2 separate regions of the Rattus norvegicus genome follow, and region 1 is linked to region 2. The links are chromatin contacts, called in public Hi-C maps. All regions are on one chromosome and are shown on one strand. Each heading gives the region's core, a stretch centred on a gene start, on an enhancer-like site or on the middle of the called end of the contact. The rest is flanking DNA. Distances are from core to core; before and after follow the strand shown.

Region 1 (4,818 bases), core at 2,241-4,740, 280 kb before region 2:
CAGGAAGTGCTGGCAAATGCTTTAGCCAGATAGATGTGAAACCAGACAAGGCATTTTTGAGAATCTGTGTGATTAGAATGGCAGGGATTCCGATTGTAGATTCTGAAGCTCTCATCTGGATTTATATGCATTATGTACAACATGTGTATGGAGTGGAACAAATGGCTCAGCCACAAAGAGCACACGCTGATCTTGCAGAGCACCTAAAAAGTTCCGTTGCCAGGAGCCACTCAGAAGGCTCACAACCACCTGTAATCCAACTCCAAGTCATAGGACACTTTGCAGGAGGCTGTACTTATCTCTGTACGCACACGTACACACACACACACACACACACACACACACACACACACACACACACACATACTTCATTAAAAGTAAAATCTCTTCTAAATGAGTGTTCTGTTAGTCATCCCCTTCAGTATCCAGAACATATTCAAGAATAGCTCAAGGGGGGCTGGGGATTTAGCTCAGTGGTAGAGCGCTTACCTAGGAAGCGCAAGGCCCTGGGTTCGGTCCCCAGCTCCGAAAAAAAGAACCCAAAAAAAAAAAAAAAAAAAAGAATAGCTCAAGGGCTAGAGAGATGGCTCAGTGGTTAAGAGCACTGACTGCTCTTCCAGAGGTCCTGATTTCAAATCCCAGCAACCACATGGTGGCTCACAACCATCTGTAATGGAACCTGATGTCCTCTTTTGAAGACAGCTACAGTGTACATATATAATAAATAAACAAATCTTTTAAAAAAAAAAAAGACAGAAATACTAAAAGGAAAACTGAAGAGCAAGAAATATACAGAAGTGCATGTTTCTGTGTGCTTTGTTTTGGAACAGATCAAGCAACTCTAATAATTTCACTCCATAATGCCTATTAGTCCAACTCAGAACAGCAGAGCTGGAAAGCAAGACTAAGGTGGAGATGCAGCACCACGCCTCAGGACCACAATGCAGCACAGGGGACTAAGTGCCCTTTTCAGTCTCATCTCATTCCACCGTTCTACTTGTTTGTTGAGTGAATGTTTGACAGCTACTCCATGAACACGAGTAGAGGGGGAGCCAGCACAGTGTGAGAAGTCCTTTAAGGACTAACAACAGGTCTACAGTATCACATGTAATAGCAATTGGCTGTTTTGGCCTCTGAAGGCACCACACACACAAACACATACAACAAAAAGATATTTTTTGAAATGGTTAAGATTCTGGTCATATGGTACACACCTTTTACTTCAGCACTTGGGAGGAAGAAGCAAGTGGTTCCCTCTGAGTTCAAGGGCAGCATGACACAACTCCCAAAACACCCAGGGCTATATATACAGACACTGTCTCAAAAAAAAAAAAAAAAAAAAGAGTAGCGAGACACGGAGGCCTCAGGCATGGTGTGAAAACAGTGAGAGTAAGTGAGAAGTCAGCAAAGGAGACAGGAGACCATGGGCAAGAGAGAGACCAAGTGGGAAGCTTCTAGAGGAACTAGAATCCTGAGAAAGGTTGTTTTCCAGACAGGCTTAGAAGTTGTGGGATAGGAGACTGGCAGGAAAGTGTTCAAAGTCCAGAGAGAGAAAACAAATACTACTTCACTGCCTGCCATGACCTGAACACAGCATTTCGACAAGACCATGTCCTGTGCTCGAATAGTCTCCTTTCTACCGAAGAAACACACATGTGGGTCACACCGTAGACAAGACCCTGGCAGTCATGATCCTGCTTAGTTTTTCTATTGATCTTTTGTATGTGCGTCCATACATGTGAAGGCCAGAGGACAATTGTGGGAGCCATTCTCTCCTTCCATGTGGGTCCTGAGGTCAAACTAAGGTCATCAGGCTTACAGAGAAAGTGCCTTTTCTTGATGAACTATGGTGCCTGCTCACAAGGCCATTTTTTGGATCTTGGATCGATTGTGGTAAGAGAAAACTTCCGAAGAGACAGCTGGTGCTGAATAACAAAACAAGCCTTACAAAGACACCCAGCACCCTCCCTTACAGACTAAAGAGATCCAGCGGAACTTAGCCAAAGGTCCAAGGAAGTAGAACCCAGGTCTGATGAACACCCAGACCAACAGCCTGTCACTGAAATTCGACTTCTGCCAAACGTAACAGCAAACATCAGTGACAGCACCGCAGCAGCACTGTCACTGGAGGAAAGCAAAAGGAACTGGCACCACGGTCTCTGAAGACATAAAGCCAGGGGCATGATTTCTGAAGGTTCACTGCTCAAGCTTACCCCAAAAGTACAGGCCCTGTATACAAATAAGCATCACGCCAAAGATGTGCAACCGAGTTGCTGGGACGTCATACAGCAGTTCCTTCATCTAATTATATGCAGGGCCCGGGCTGGCCCATGCAGACAGTTACTTCTATTACAGTGGTAACCAGTTAAGACACATCAAGTCCTGTATCTCATGAATAGGCCTAACCTTACACTGTGCCCACCTATGTACCTAAAGAAACTTAAGGCCTGGGCTGTTGAGTCATTTGTCCAATGGCATAATGCGAATAAACAGAAGCACCCTTAGTCCATGGCTCCCCGCTCCAGAACATACTTCCTAAATCTTTTTGCTAGACCCAAAAGTTCTTCTGGGGGTGGTTCAACTGTCAATTTCTCTCTGGTACTAAAACCTAAGCCCCCATCTTCCTTCATCTGGTCAACACACTCATAACCTCAATCCAGACCGGCATACTCGCAAAAATACTTGCACTAACTAGAAATTTAACTTGTTTTTGCAGTAACTACATAGATCCCCAACAAGCGCCTTGCGTGTGTCCACTAATCCATTATTGTGACCATCTCCAACCCATGATGCCTGTGTAAATATTGAAGGAAATTTTCATTCAACAAAAGGCAGGCAAAAACCCGACCCGGGCATAATCAAATGTAAAGTTCTAAACTATCCCTGGGTCACTCAAAAATTCAAACCCTATCCCCAAGAAAAGTAAAATGAAAAACAGAAGCCTCCTAAGACTACATACTAGCAGGTATGTCCAGTGTGGGAGAGCACCCAGGAAGGGTACTTCTAAGGAATGGCACAACACCTGCCCCCACATCAGCACCACCCCCTAAAGCCCTTGGGCTTCCCGGGCCGCCCGAGCAGGTGGCAACCTCAAGCAGCGAGGCGGAAGCCAGCCATGCCCTCGACCATGACCTTCTCAAGACATTCAACCTTGTCACCCTGAACTACTGGCAAAGCACGGGCGTTCGCGCCTGAGCTGCCGGGACAACGGAATTGGAGCGAATGAGCAGGACACCGGCCCGTCCGCCGTAGCCGGTCAGGAGGAAGGGTCCAGTACTCACCCTGCAGCCGGCCGGCCACCAGCGGCCGCCACCCGGACGACAGAGGGCAGCCTGCCGGGGCCGCCCGCAGGGAGGCGCAGGGACAGCGGGAGGCGCGGGACCGCCGCTGCCCCTAGCAGCCAACGCGCGGGTCTCAGCAGGGCTGACATGGTTCACCGTAGTCAAGGCAGGATGCACGCTCCTGCAGAGGACCTGGAGGAACACGTGACGACGGGGTCGCCCCCTAGTGGGACAAACCAAGTCCCGAGAGCGCCTAGCCTAGGGGGAGGCGGAGCTCCGCCATGGCTCACGGGAGAGGCAGGCCGAGCTCCTGGGATCATCTGAATCCGCCTTTTGTTTTACAATGTGTCGTTTTTGTGCTCTGCTCTCAGTGTTCCTGTTTCCGTGTCCAGCGCCCCGGCTTTTAGAGAGCTCGGCCACATCACCCCTCCATTTTGCAGTTGGTAGAGCCCCTAGAGGTCGACTCCGCCCATGCGCGCGCAAGGGTTTGTGGGGGGCCAACTAGGAGCTACACCGAAGGTTGCTGGGAAGGGCCGACCGCGCAGGTCCCGGAGTGCCTGCGATGTTCCAGCCCTGCACCTAGGTTACCGCCGAACTGCTACCCTAGCTGCTCAGTGACGTAGTTCCTGCCGTAGCTCTCAGAAACGCCTGCCAGAAGAAACCTTGACGAAGGAGACTAGAGGCTGTGGACCTCCAAGTTAACTATATGCAATTCGTGTGATTGGGGAGAGGGTAGACGAATATAGGCAATGCCTCGCTTCGTAAGATAAATGCATTTTAACAAAGATCGTATAATTTTAAATGTCAAGGTCGAAGTTTCTCTTTCTTGATGCCCTGCTCCTCCTTTCAGTTAATGCACCGCTACAAGCAACTAAGGTAGTGGTGCAATTGTCTGCAGCTAGTAAAACAAGTTCTCGCTCTCACCAGGGTATGCTGAAGGGGTTCCCTATGCCTTCGTGTGAATCCGGGAACAGGCATCCATTCTCTACTTAGCTATTCCTTGACCACTACCAACCAGGTGAACAGTCAAATTCTCCCTCTGGAAGTTTTCCCATCTGGCTGTTTCTCCTCCTTAGACAACAAACTTCTAAGCTCACAGAATGTGGCCTCTTTTGTAGCGAAAGCTCCTCAGTTGAAGACACTCCGGACGTTGAGCGTTTATTGAATGGATATACGTGTAGAGTTAACTTGGCTTATCTTTCTGTTGGAGAAGCTAATCCCACCCCCTCACACCCCAGATGAGTTTGCTTTAAGTTACCCTATTGGGCGCTATGACAGGATATAATCCATGCTTTCAGCATTAGTACTACTTATTGAGCACATATTTTGTGCTATTTGGGATGCTGGGGATATAACATAGGAAAAAAATCTCAGCTTAGACAAAATTCCGTACATTTAAAGAAACAGATAAGAGTTTTAATGTAAATAAAAGATTAAAGGTGGGTTACCATCTGTGGTGATTAATCTTGATATGATTTAGGATCACCTAGGAAACTGGCCTTTGGGCAAGTGAGGGAGTTTTTACACTGGATTAGTT
Region 2 (4,254 bases), core at 85-2,584:
CTGCAAGATGAAAAAATAAAATGTAGGGTCATCTTTGGTTTCTGCTGGAAGGTAAGTTCATTTTACCTGCCATAGCAGAGACCCAGGTTTAAGTCTTGGGCCTTGCACGTTAACTACATCTGGACTCAATTTCATCACTTGTGAAACATTAATCATAATTAACCATAGCACTTATTCTCTGGGGTTGTTGTTTTGTAACAAAACCAGACAATTTAGGTTAAAAACTGAGTCCCAGTACCTGGCACGTAGTAACCACTCAACAAAAGATCGTTAATATTATTAGCATAGGAATAATTTAGCTATGTTAAACACTGTTGAGCATAATTAGAGAAATCTTCCTTGGTAGCACAACAACACTGCGTCAGTTTTGCCATAGATCCGACCAGCTATGACGCCCCCTCCCCCCCTTAATCTCTTATGTCGCAGCAAAATAATGGGCCGGTGGAGCAGTAGCCTAGAAGAAAAATGCTCTTAAATCGCTTAATCTGTCCCCATAGCCTAATCCATTCACCCACCATCTTCATGGTGAAGACAGAGTGCAAGGATAGGGGTACAGGTGGGGTAGGCAAATGGGTGTTCCCAGGAGCACCTACTCATTTCCCCGTGCAACTGTGCCAGCCGGACACGTCGTAGTCTCAGGACGTGAGGGAATGGTACCGTTTAGCATGACAGAAAAGACAGGGATCAAAAAGGGAGTAGGGAAGTGAGGAATGGCTGGAAGGTGGTGGGGAGAGGACTAAGGAAAGGGGACCCACTAGCAACCCTTGTATACGTACGCAAATTGAAAGACAGCTGGACGAGCAAAGGTAGAGAAGACAAATACGAGAACCCGAAGCTCTCAGGAAGGAGCTGCAGTAACCTCAGACTTGTCCACCCGAAGCCTGCCTTCAGCACCCAGCAAGAATGACAACCTACCTCGCGCCGCCCAGAGCTAGTTTGCAGCACGCTGGTCTACGTAACACCAATCCAGCCTGATAGGGAAGCACATTTCGCCATCTTTATTATGGTCAGTGGTGGGCTCTTTCTCTTCCTGGACTCACTCACCTTAAAAGACACCTGAATTTTGGTTTTCTGGTATGATGGCGAGCAAGAGACAAAGCGGGAAAGAAGAAAACAACGAGGAAAGCCCTCTCTGCAGCTATTCCACAGTCCCATCCCACTCCGGCTCGCCCTCACTTAAGATGGCCACCAGAAAACTGGTGCAATGATGTGACGCCGCTGTTCTGGTTGCCAAGGAGACGCGAATACCGGAAATGCGGAATTCGGGGAGGGTGCAAGCAAGGGCTGTGGGCGAGAGGCCCGGCGTCACAGGTCCTGACAGGGAAGAAGTTGGCAGGTCCTGACTGGGGAGAGCTGTGGCGGAGGCACCTCCGGGTCCAGTCAACCCTGGTGATGGAGTCGCAGGTCGCGGTTGCTGGGGATGGAGAGACTGAGGCAGAGGCGGGCAAGGGTCCCATGATTGACAGTGCCAGCCAAGGGTCGCTGGTCTCGGCGCCCAAGGGGGCTGTCCGGTGGAAGCTCCTGCGACAGGTAAGGGCTAGCGCTCGCCACCTCTGCCTGTAGCCACTCCCCTCTCAGGTACGGGACGCGCCGCCGCGGCTCGCGGTTCTCCGCAGCCGGGTGCTGACTTCCCCTTTCGTCAGGAGCCAAGCGAGAAGCGCCCCCTTGCTTCATCTACGCTGTCCCACCAAAAAAGGGAGAATCTGGCGGGGTTGGAGAGCGGGACAGCCAGAGCGAGGTCCTAGAAACTCAGCTCCAAATAGAGTCCTTTTGCTCGCCTGTCTGATGGGTGGGACCGCCTCTCTTCACCGCGTGCAGCTCTGCTTCCCTGCCCTTTCCATTTTATTTTATTTTTTTGCTTTTTGAGTCCCAGACTGGTTGCGGTCACCGACTTCCTGGGTGCACTTTTTGGTCCCACGTCTCTGGAGAACCTCAAGGTTCACTAATGGGATGGGGACTCTGCCCGCGTTTCCGTGCAATGTACATCCGAGAGTAAAGCGGAGAAGAAAAGCTATTGCTTTCTCTTTTTCCCGCCACTTGAAACCCAGACGTTTATCTTCTAAGTTTGAAGTAGTTATTAGGATACTCGCTGCCCAAGATGTACCAAGGAATCCAAATGTATTGACTCGTTTCTTCCAAACCGCTCCAGTGAAGCTTTATAAGTTTCCTTGGTCTTTGTGTCTCCTCACAGCAATAGAAAAGTAACTAAGACAGTGGCTCAGGGCAATGAGCCTTAGTGTATCATTTTACTTAGTTTTGTTTTTTAACAACCAACCCTATGCCACATGTCATTCAACTTCTGTGAACCACCTGGTAGTCCACTGATATAACCTGTGATCACCTGCGTTGTTTACTGTTGTGTACCTGGTCTCTATACCCACAGTTCTGGGAGTTGGCTGGCATGTTGTCACAGTTATGGTAGAAGTGTGTAAGAGAAAGAGGCATGTATAAAACCCTTGCTTACGATGCCTGTTAACATACTGTATTACTAGTGTTATCACTGTGACAAAAATACTAGGCAAAGCAATTTAAGAAAGGGAGGGCTTATGTTGGCTCATGGTCTGATGATACAGATGATCTACAGCAGGAAAGTCAAGGCAGCAGGACCCTGAAGCAGTTAGTCACATTGTGTTAGCATTCAGGAAGAAGAGAGCAATGGATGGATACTAGCTAGTACCTTTTCTCCTCTTTACTTGGCATGATGATAGCACAATTAGAGTGTGCCTCCCTGCCTCAATGACCGTAGTTAGGAAAATCCTTTACAGACATGCCGAGAGGTTAATCTAAGATAGCTCACCCCTTGTAGACAAGTTGATGATCACTATGAGCCATCTCATAGACTGTTAAAGGAAGATGCATGGCCAAGCCCAAAGTCAAAGACTTTTTTTTTTTTTTTTTTTTTTTTGGTGCATCTTAGAGTTTCTATTCCTGCACAAACATCATGACCAAGAAGGAAAGGGTTTATTCAGCTTACACTTCCACATTGCCAAAGGAAGTCAGGACAGGAACTCACACAGAGTAGGAACCTTGAGGCAAGAGTGGATGCAGAAGCCATGGAGGGATGCTGCTTACTGTAAAGCTTGCTTCCCAGCCCTGCTCAGCTTGCTTACTTATAGAACCCAGGACTACCATCAGCCCATGGATGGCACCACCCATAATGGGCTGGGCCCTCCCCCTTGATCACTAGTTGAGAAAATGCCTTACAGCTCAGTCTCATGGAGGCATTTCCTCAGGCGAGGTTCCTTTCTCTGTGATAGCTCCATCTTGTGCCAAGTTGACACAAAACTAGCCAGTTTGAAGTGTCAGGGGAAAAGTGATTTTTTTTTTCCTGTAATAATTCAGTTGATTACCATTGGATAAACATTTGTAAGTGTTTAAGGTGACTAAACCATGCATGCATGTTTCATCTGTGTTCAGAAGCAGAAAGCTTGAAGAATCTGATCAAGGCTAGGATTTTGTGACTCAAATTGGGAGTGTTACTCAGTGCTAGAACACTTTGCATGTGCAAAGCCCTAACTGTGATCTCTTTCTCTCGTGGCACACTTTCACGATGTGCTGCCTTTATTTTTGCAGCTCCCCGATTCTGACTTTCTGTCCTCCCCAGGACTCCAATGGTGTCTCAGGGCTCTTTGTCCTAACTGTTTGATGCTTTCTCTGCATCTCACAGTTTTGAGAGAAAACCGTGTGACTGGTACATTGTTGTCTCTAGGTCATGTGATAAGTTGGTGACTTTTGATTCTAGTGCCTACCCTAATTAGGTGAGATCTAGAAGTGTCGGTGTGATCATTAGCTAAAGAACTCACAGACATCTTGTTTTCCTTTTGGTTGAGTCTCAGCTGATAACCGTGATGGTTACTTGCAACTTGAGCCTTTCAATGTTCATCCAGTTAGGCATCCTGATGAAATGATCTAGTTTCCTTAAGAAATATATATATATATATATATATATATATATATATATATATATATATATATATATATTAAATGACTCTGGTAGGCCACATTTGGGCCAATTGCTTAACAGAATGGAGCTTTTTGGCTAACCCAGATCATCAACCACTTAACAATCCCGGCAGAATTACATAAAGAGGAGGCATGCATGCACAATCTGACCGACGCCTCTAGAAGAAAATACTTTACCTAGAGAGCGGAATTCTTGGCCGAAAGATCTGGATAATGAAGCATCTCATAGTGCTGTTTAAGGCAGGATGCTGTGTGTTAGATTGTCTGTGTTATTGTCTATGTTGAGGGCCT

What was found. Hi-C and Micro-C count contacts between places; a contact is called where the count stands out from the background.
Region 1: a Hi-C map of prefrontal cortex shows a contact between it and region 2, with 4 times the contacts expected there. The contact joins the promoter of Lrpprc here to the promoter of Camkmt in region 2. A contact is called at or near these places in 3 of 12 Hi-C or Micro-C datasets (the A7r5 cell line, mammary epithelial cells and prefrontal cortex).

Annotation. Positions count from the first base shown.
Region 1 is chr6:15,611,310-15,616,127 of GRCr8, reverse strand. It overlaps Lrpprc (leucine-rich pentatricopeptide repeat containing), which reads right to left and starts at 3,490. Exons shown (of 38, transcript NM_001008519.2): 1 at 3,282-3,490. The coding sequence starts at 3,430.
Region 2 is chr6:15,330,046-15,334,299 of GRCr8, reverse strand. Camkmt (calmodulin-lysine N-methyltransferase) reads left to right here and starts at 1,334. Exons shown (of 11, transcript NM_001134463.1): 1 at 1,334-1,530. The coding sequence starts at 1,393. It overlaps Prepl (prolyl endopeptidase-like), which reads right to left and starts at 905. Exons shown (of 14, transcript NM_001010951.2): 1 at 777-905.